Linked DNA regions of Oryzias latipes: region 2 is linked to region 1. The links are chromatin contacts, called in public Hi-C maps. All regions are on one chromosome and are shown on one strand. The core of a region is the stretch at or near the end of the contact, and the rest is flanking DNA. Distances in the headings are between cores, read along the strand shown.

What was found. Hi-C and Micro-C count contacts between places; a contact is called where the count stands out from the background.
Region 2: a contact with region 1 is called in a Hi-C map of embryo, with 1.7 times the contacts expected there. The contact joins the enhancer-like site here to the promoter of stk36 in region 1. A contact is called at or near these places in 2 of 5 Hi-C or Micro-C datasets (embryo and fibroblasts).

The regions. Positions count from the first base shown.
Region 1 is chr14:15,291,468-15,295,410 of ASM223467v1, forward strand. It overlaps stk36 (serine/threonine-protein kinase 36), which reads right to left and starts at 2,088. Exons shown (of 20, transcript XM_020708922.2): 1 at 1,773-2,088; 2 at 1,552-1,692. The coding sequence starts at 1,856.
Region 2 is chr14:15,460,533-15,464,769 of ASM223467v1, forward strand. It overlaps ubash3b (ubiquitin-associated and SH3 domain-containing protein B), which reads right to left. Exons shown (of 14, transcript XM_004076393.4): 11 at 3,357-3,501; 12 at 3,166-3,272; 13 at 2,758-2,867; 14 at 1,612-2,649. The coding sequence ends at 2,512. Among protein-coding and RNA genes, the nearest start is that of ubash3b, 24 kb to the right of the region's middle. Within about 2 kb of position 2,804, at least 1 of the 8 cell types and tissues checked has an H3K27ac peak or open chromatin away from gene starts, as enhancers often do. A contact at or near this core is called in embryo, where this site is marked.

The sequences.
Region 1 (3,943 bases), core at 838-3,337:
TCTTGTTTCTCCTGATCTTATAAAAGGAGTACAGTATTGAATATTTCTTCAGCGGACCGGCCTTCTTCCATTCATTTTTTAACCCGCTCTATCCCCGCTCTAACCTGTGTGCGGGTCTTTCATCCTTGTGCTGCTGCGTTTGCGCCAGAGCGCCCCGACTATCGTGTCAACCTATGATGACCGTATTTTGCGCTCTTTGTGTAGGACACTGAGGAGCGCGGGAGAAAACAACTCTCAGCTGCAGAGGATATGAACAGGTGAACAGGTAGAGAGGAAAAGCAGGTAGAGAGCCGGGGGAGGGGCTTTGGCTTCAAACTCTGTCAGATGGAAACACGGGCGTCAGATTTAGACGCAGCTTTCACTTTAGGAGTTGAAGCAGACACACTCTCTGGGATGAATTCAAACATGGAAACATGATTACCATGCAGAACTCTTCAAAATAACAAACCTGATCTCTCCACATTCTTCCTGTCTACCATGCATTGATATACACAGACACCGCTCCATGTAGCGATCAGAAGATTACTTTAGCTGGTAGCTCCTCCCACACGCGGCCGCAGTATGAAGCTTTAAAGAACACAATTTCTAAGAGGCGGGGCGGGGCATTGCACACCTCCAACAACAGGTAGATGACAGAGTCCATTAAGTGTCTCTGCCGTTCACGGAGCTTCAGTACATAGAACTCCAACAGCCACACGGCCTAATGTAGTCTGCTATTATATATTCATGAGGGGAAAAAGACAGCCAAACCGACCCTTAAACCGCCCAAATTATGCACATCCGCCCAAAGTCATTTTTATCCGCAAATTTAGAACCAAAACCGCCCAATCTGGCAACACTGCTGCTAGCTTCTCTTGTAGAAAAAACGTGCTCCCTCCACAGCTCACTGTGACGTTAATATTTGTTAGGTAGTTTGCCGCTCAGCCCAGTGGAAATTTCAGAATAAAAGCACTTCCATTGCAGCTTTACTTCCGTTGTGAGTTGTGTTGTGTGTTGTGAGTTAATGTGTTGTGTTGTGAGTTGTTGTGTTGTGTTGTGAGTTATTGTGTTGTGAGTTATTGTGTTGTGAGTTAATGTGTTGTGTTGTGACCCTTCAGCAGAATTTAGAGTATTGTTATATAATATTTGTGCAAATCTAATTATGACAGTATGAGTCTGCTGTTGTCATAACAACTACAGGTAGACAGAAATAAGTTCTGGCTGGTGTGCCTGCTTAAAAAAAATGACCCCTTGGTTGGCTCTTGCTGTTGGAATGGTGTCTTGAAGAAACACAGAATAGAATAGAATAGAATAGAATAGAATAGAATAGAATAGAATAGAATTTTACTGATCCCCAAACAATGGAAAAAAAGTGATCTAGAGTATAGTACCTTACATAGATTACATTTTTAAAAATGATTTATACAGGTCATGAATGTGGAAAAAAATATCAATATTTAATGGATAAAAAGAAAACAAGAAACACAACCCTTATTAAATACATGATAATTTGTTACAATCAATTAATCAACAATCAATGTAATGACGTCTTTGAATCATCCATATGTGTACCTCAGTGTCGGTTTCAAAACTGTCATAGAGCTGGACAATATTTGGATGTTTTAGATCCCTCATAATTTCGATTTCCCTCTTGAGGCTTCGTAGCTCTCTGTCGGTTCGGCCCACTTTTGGCATGAACTTAAGAGCAACCACCTTATTGACGACAAAACAGGCAGGGATGTCATTTAAAGTAATCAATTAAACAACAATTCAACAAATTGATACAGGTTTACCTGGCCGCTGCCCTTTTTTCTTCCCTTGTAAACTCGCCCGAACGAACCCTCTCCAGCCAGCCCCAAGACGTGATAGGAATTCATTTCAGAGACGCAAGAAGAAGAAAAAACAGAACCGACTTTAACGTTGTCATGGACACATAACTCTCAAAATCAACCAGAAGCCCATTAATCAACACGTAAAAACATTTAGGGGGCTCACGCGTTTTTACTGAATGACTCTAAGTTCGTCGGAGGACAATAGGAGAAAAACAATAGTTTGACTGCGCATTTTTAGGATTACAAACGTTTCGCACTGGCAGGTTAATTTGCCGTCTCACAAAAGTAACAAAACTCCTCACAAACTACAGCTAATTATCGAGTAATTCACAAATTAATTATAGAATCATATCTGATACAAAGCCTTTAGACTTTACATAATTATTTATTTGTTTTTTTAAAGTAATGTCAAAATGAATTAAGGCTTTTGTTTTGACAGCATACAAGCGGGGGGTCCTTAGCCAAGCAACGGCCTTTGCGTCCATAGCAACGAGCTCAAAATTAAAACAAAGCAGACGTGTTTTTTTGTTGTTTAATAAAAAAAACTGTCTTTATGGACACAATTAGCACACTAACTTGTACTTCGTTAGTTTCAACATCTTCCTGATATGGGTTTTGTATAAAGGTGCGATGTTTTTGCTTTGAAAAAAGGATTTACAACGTGAGTAGTTAAGTATGTAGTTATTTAAACGGCCGTTAGATGTCACAAGCGAGTCACATCACTTTGCAAACAGGACTTATCAGCAGGGTTGGAGAGAAAGATGGCTACTCCACATTATTATTTATACTGATAATTATATATTCATTGAAGTAAAATTACTCAAGGGAAAATACGGTAGATGAATTTAAATGATGAAAAGTGAATGATAAAATGATTTTGCATTTTTCAGGGATACTTAATTGGTTATTTAGTATTCAAACTTGAACTATGAAAGGAATACTTACAAAATTAAGTGTATGTTTACATAGCTTTGTACATTTAGGAAACACAATGTTCACTATTCAGTTCTTAAAAAAAGTTCAACAATTTTCTCTTTTATAGAACAAAAATATAACTTAGTATAGGATGACGATTACATGAGGTAAAGAAAACACAATAAAGATACTAAAATACACTACTGTTGTGACATGAAGTAAAACACAATAGTAAAATATTTTGATAGAAAAAAACATGCTGTGTTCCAAATATGTAGGCCTATTTAATAAACTAAAGTATCAAACTAAGTGTATCAATCAGCAGTTTAGTCACATCACAATACAGTAAAAATATCATCATTTAAAAATTAACAGAACATGGAAAATAAAAACAACCTGTAGTTTACAATGTTTCATTACAAGCGTACCACAGGAAAGAGCAGATATGTTGCACAAGCACAGCGGGTGGGATACAACCTTTGGCTATTTGAAGAGGAACAACTTCAGAAGCTGGCTGTCACATTCTGCAACACCAGCTCAAGAGATCAACAACAGGAAAAACAAGACTGTAACTCACAGAAAGGAAAGAAAAAACGTATTCTCAGGGACAAAGTGAAAAGCTTTTTTTGTCTTAAAATGTTAAAGTTGAAGATTTGAGCAAACTTTGCAGTCTTTTTTCTTTTTCTTTTAACTTTTTATGCTAATTGTAAAAGAGGTTAGATCTAGTTAGAGAATAGTTTGACCATAAACAAGAATATATAAAGAATAAAACTAAAATTAAATGAATGACTTAAAAAAAATAACTCTAAACAGAACAGACTGAAAATAAAACTTGCTGGACTGGAGCATCTGAAGACATATATGACACTTGTCCTTTCAGCTATTCCACAAATGTTTTATAATGATCTTCTCAAAGGAAAAACATCACAAAAATAGAACACATCACTTTTTAACTTGTCCAGTGGGACTATTGGTCCCATGCACTGTTACAGACCTGCACCAGATCAGAAGTTTCCTGCCTCCACATTTTTAACTCCACCCATGTTTCTGTTCAGGACACATATTCGCTGTACCTTGGTGTTGGGTAGAGCTGCTTTCTTTTCAAAGAGGCACACCTAATGTTGAGCAGCTGATTCCACAATAAAAACCTGAAGGTGTTACCACAGATGCAGGAAGGGCAGGTTTTCTAACTTGCTGCATGTTTCCACAAAACTATG
Region 2 (4,237 bases), core at 1,554-4,053, 170 kb after region 1:
TATATATATATATATATATATATATACACATATATATATGTGTGTGTGTGTGTGTGTGTGTGTGTGTGTGTGTGTGTGTGTGTGTGTGTGTGTGTGTGTGTGTGTGTGTGTGTGTGTGTGTGTGTGTGTGTGTGTGTGTGTGTTCCTATCTTTTACAGTTAATAACAAAACTGAATCCTGATTCAATTGATCATCTTTTCAAATGGTAAAATGGTAACTGTGCCATTTATAAAAGTGTCATTTAATAGCATCTCTGACTTATCATTTTAAATTAGCTGTGGTTCATATGTCCTTTATCATCTGATCAGCACCTGAAACTATATCTTAACCAAAAGCACAAAGATTGTCTTCAATTTCTATAAATAAAAAAAATCAACAGCTAAACATTCTGTCAGAACTGCCATTCTGCTATAAGAGCCAGTTTTATCACATATTTATGTTATTTCATTTTCAGTTAGTAGAAATACATGTAAATATATTTCAAACTGGCTTGTTTCCAATAACTTATAACACATTTTCTGTGGTAAAACATACTATTTCTAAGGAGCGTTTGCTTGCCTTTGTGTTTGAGTGCACTCAGCCTCACCTGCAGAGCAGTCCGTTTAGCGGGTCACGTGCGCACGTGGGTCACGTTCGCTAAGGTAACAACACAAAATGAGGAAGCCACAAAACTAAGGCTTTAGCAACAAAAACAACTCAAATATCCAAGATTTTGTGCTTATCATAATGCAAATACTTACATGTTTTTGCTTTGAGTAGTAAGCACCTCCGTCTTTGTCCGCTCGTACAAACAAACGTTACTTCGTTAAACTAATGGATTTTGCGATTATTGTACTACCTGCGCATGCTCACATTTATTAGTCACTATAGCGCGATGTGAAAGTAAACTCTACAAAGGACTCAATTCGACAAACATTAAACTGAAAAAAATGAATGGATAGAGATTTTTGGCAAAAAAAAATTCCTTCTATCAGTGAACGCATTGAAGATATTACATCTTCTAGCATGACAATGATCCATCACTCAGACAACAAAGGAGTGGATGGACATAAAGAATTTCAAGGTTCTGTAGTGACCTATCCAGTCTCTGAGAATCTGTGGAGTGAAATAAAAGTTTGTGTAAAATGGTAAAGGGCTTATACTTGTATGGCGCTTCTCTACCATCCTCGAAGGCGCTTTACAGTCAGTCACATTCACACACACATGGCGGCTCCGCTGCCAAACACTGGCGGCAACCTTCCACCAGTGGCAAGTTGGAGTTCTTGCCCAGGGACACTTGGACATATGGGCGGGACAGGCAAGAATCAAACCTGCCACTGCACCACGGCCGCCCCTACCTAGTAACAGCCCCAAAACAGTAGCCTTTGAGAAGATCTGCATGTAAGAATGGATCAAAATAGCAGCTACAGTGGTATAGACCTACAGGTACTGAGGTGTACTTTTGTTTTTGATCAAACCCTTAATGATCCGATTGGTGAGAAACCAAAGTATGTTATGAATCAAAGCAGATGTCATTTTTTTCCTATTTTCTTCTTTACACATGTGAAAATAGAGGTGGACAAGTCACTCCGGTGAGTAGCTGAAATGTAAAGAAGACACAAAGACTCAAACCATGTTCACGGAGTCCTTAGGCCACAGTTTGGCTTTATTCATTTTTAGAATATCAACAAATTTGCAGAAAATAACTGGTATAAGCAGTGAGCACTTCAACCATAATGTGGCCAAAAGAAATGAAATGCACCAAGCGTCTGAAGAGCGATGTGATTATGAGACTGCAGTGCGTCAGGATCATTATAAATACAGGAAAAACTTTAAGTTGAGGCTCTTAGAGATAACACCAATCTGACACGGTCTTATTTATATCCGTTTCCATTTTCTGTGGTTAAATGAGCTCCTTCTGGTAAAGTTTCATGGCTTACGTGAGTTAAAATACCAATTTGGCTGGAAGAGTATAGATCAAATAGGCAGAAGAAAATGATATGACATTTACAAGAATATTGAAAATAATAACACATTTTCCTTCTTACCATCAAGAAACAATGTAGATCAGTGCTCCCTTGTCTGATTGTCTACCTTTCTTTTGTGCTTTAATACAAGGGGACTTGTCGCTACAAGTTTAATGATCGTTTGTGATACCTGGAAAAACAATTATGAGGTCTTTCTCCGCCCACTCTCACAGTGAGAAGGCACCCCTCGCTTCCTGAGCAGGGTCCACAGACTGACCTACAGCGATTCATCACCTCTCAAGATACATATCCAAATCTGCAGCTCCTATTGCTGAAATATCTCCATGCAAAATGTCTTCTCCCCTTCCTGAGCAGAATATTTGTTTACATTTATGAACTCTTTATGTCTTTTACATTTTTTTGCACAATGTCTTTAATGGAAGCTGAACCTTTTTTTTGTCCATTTGGTGGTTAGATTGGAATTCTAGCGATGTAGGAGAAAGAAAATAAATAAATGTTCAGCAGTCCGGGCTAACTGAGAATAAGGGACCGGACAGCATGTCCTTCAGTCTTGCATTAGCATTTCTCTCCAGTTGAAGCTGTGATTTGGTCCATGTGTCAGAGGCAGGATGGGTGGGTCGACCAGCTGCCACACCCCTGTCTCTCCCAGCTCCTCACAAGCACAAAACCCCAAGTAAGGAATCTGTAACAAGAGGAGACAGATGTTCTTGTAATCAAAGGGGAATTTGTGAAAACTGAAGGGAATTGAGTGGAAATGAAAGCACCCCTGAAGCTAAAGCAGAAAACTGACCTTTCTGACAACTTGGACAAAGTCCTTGGAGTTTTGAGGGGTGAGGCCTTGGATCTGACGAGTGCAAGCCTCTAGGGAGGAAGCGTGGGCCACAATCAGGACTGTGTTTCCTGTGTGAAAGAGGTAGAGAATTTAGGAACACATACCACGAATGCCTCCAGCATACATCAGAGTGTGGAGTCAGCAGCTGCTGACATGAAGAGCTTAACGCATTTGAAATAAGAAGACATTTATCAGAGTCTACACCAGTTGGGTTTTTTTTTCTAATTATAAAAGCTTTTTAGCAGCTCATTAAGACCATAAAACTAAGAGCAATACTCATCAGAGACAATGATATGTTTTAGAAAAAAATAAAATTTTGAGCTTCAAATATAAAATATTTAATTACATTTTCAGGATCATACGTACCCAGGGTTTTGCACTCTGTCAGGATCTCTCTGGTCACTTGGAAGCTCCTGCTGATGTAAGTGTCATAGGACTCGGATACTGCCAACTTACTTATGGAGAAATGAGGTCTAAAGGAAAATAGACGTTACAAGTAAAGAAAGCTGTCTCGGGGTCTTCAGATAAAGATGCTGCACATTAGAGTTGCTCACTACCTGTATGTTGTGTCAACACTCAGGTTTGCAGCAGTCAGCTCAGCCGGGGGGATCCAGGCGGGTAAACACGTGCCTGAAACCCATTTGGTCCATTCAAACAAGCCGGGCTCCACGCGGATCTTTGTCTTTCCCTCCTGCTGGAGACCTGACACAGAGAGAGAGGCTGTGAAAGATTGAGCCAAGAGCTGCTCTTTCGCCTAGTCTTTTTACGGAAGCTAATACGAGGGGTTTTGTTGTCACACTGTACTTTTATCCACATCAGGTTTTATGAATTGAAATGTTGTGAGAAAAGAAATATTTTCAACAGATTTCCTTCCAGTAGCAGAAACTCAATCTGAAAACATGAAGAAATCTGCTCAAGGACAGAACTTGATGAAAAAAAATCTAACATTGATAGAACATCAAACAAACAAAAATATTTCCACATCTGAGCTAAAGTGATCATGATGGGATGGATACCGGAGGACGGAGCCAAGCACAGGACTCTTGAAGCACCCTAAACATTATGATTACCTTTTGTATTGGGATAAACCAAAGACAGAAAAAAATGCACTTGAAGGAAAACTGGTAAACAACACAAACAGAATAAAATGCACAGACTCTTGGAGGTAAATCAATGATAACATGTCACTACACAAACAGAACAAAACAATAAGTCAGCTAGCTGATCCCTCACAGAAGACAAGTGAGGGACGCTGACAGGCAGGATATAGATATATATCTATCTATATATATCTATATATATATCTGTATCTATCTAGATATCTATATATCTATATATATATAGATATATAGATATATAGATATATATATATATATATTTATATAAATAATCAGGGAGCTTGTGGCCTGTAGATTGTAGCTTTTGAATAAAGAAATAT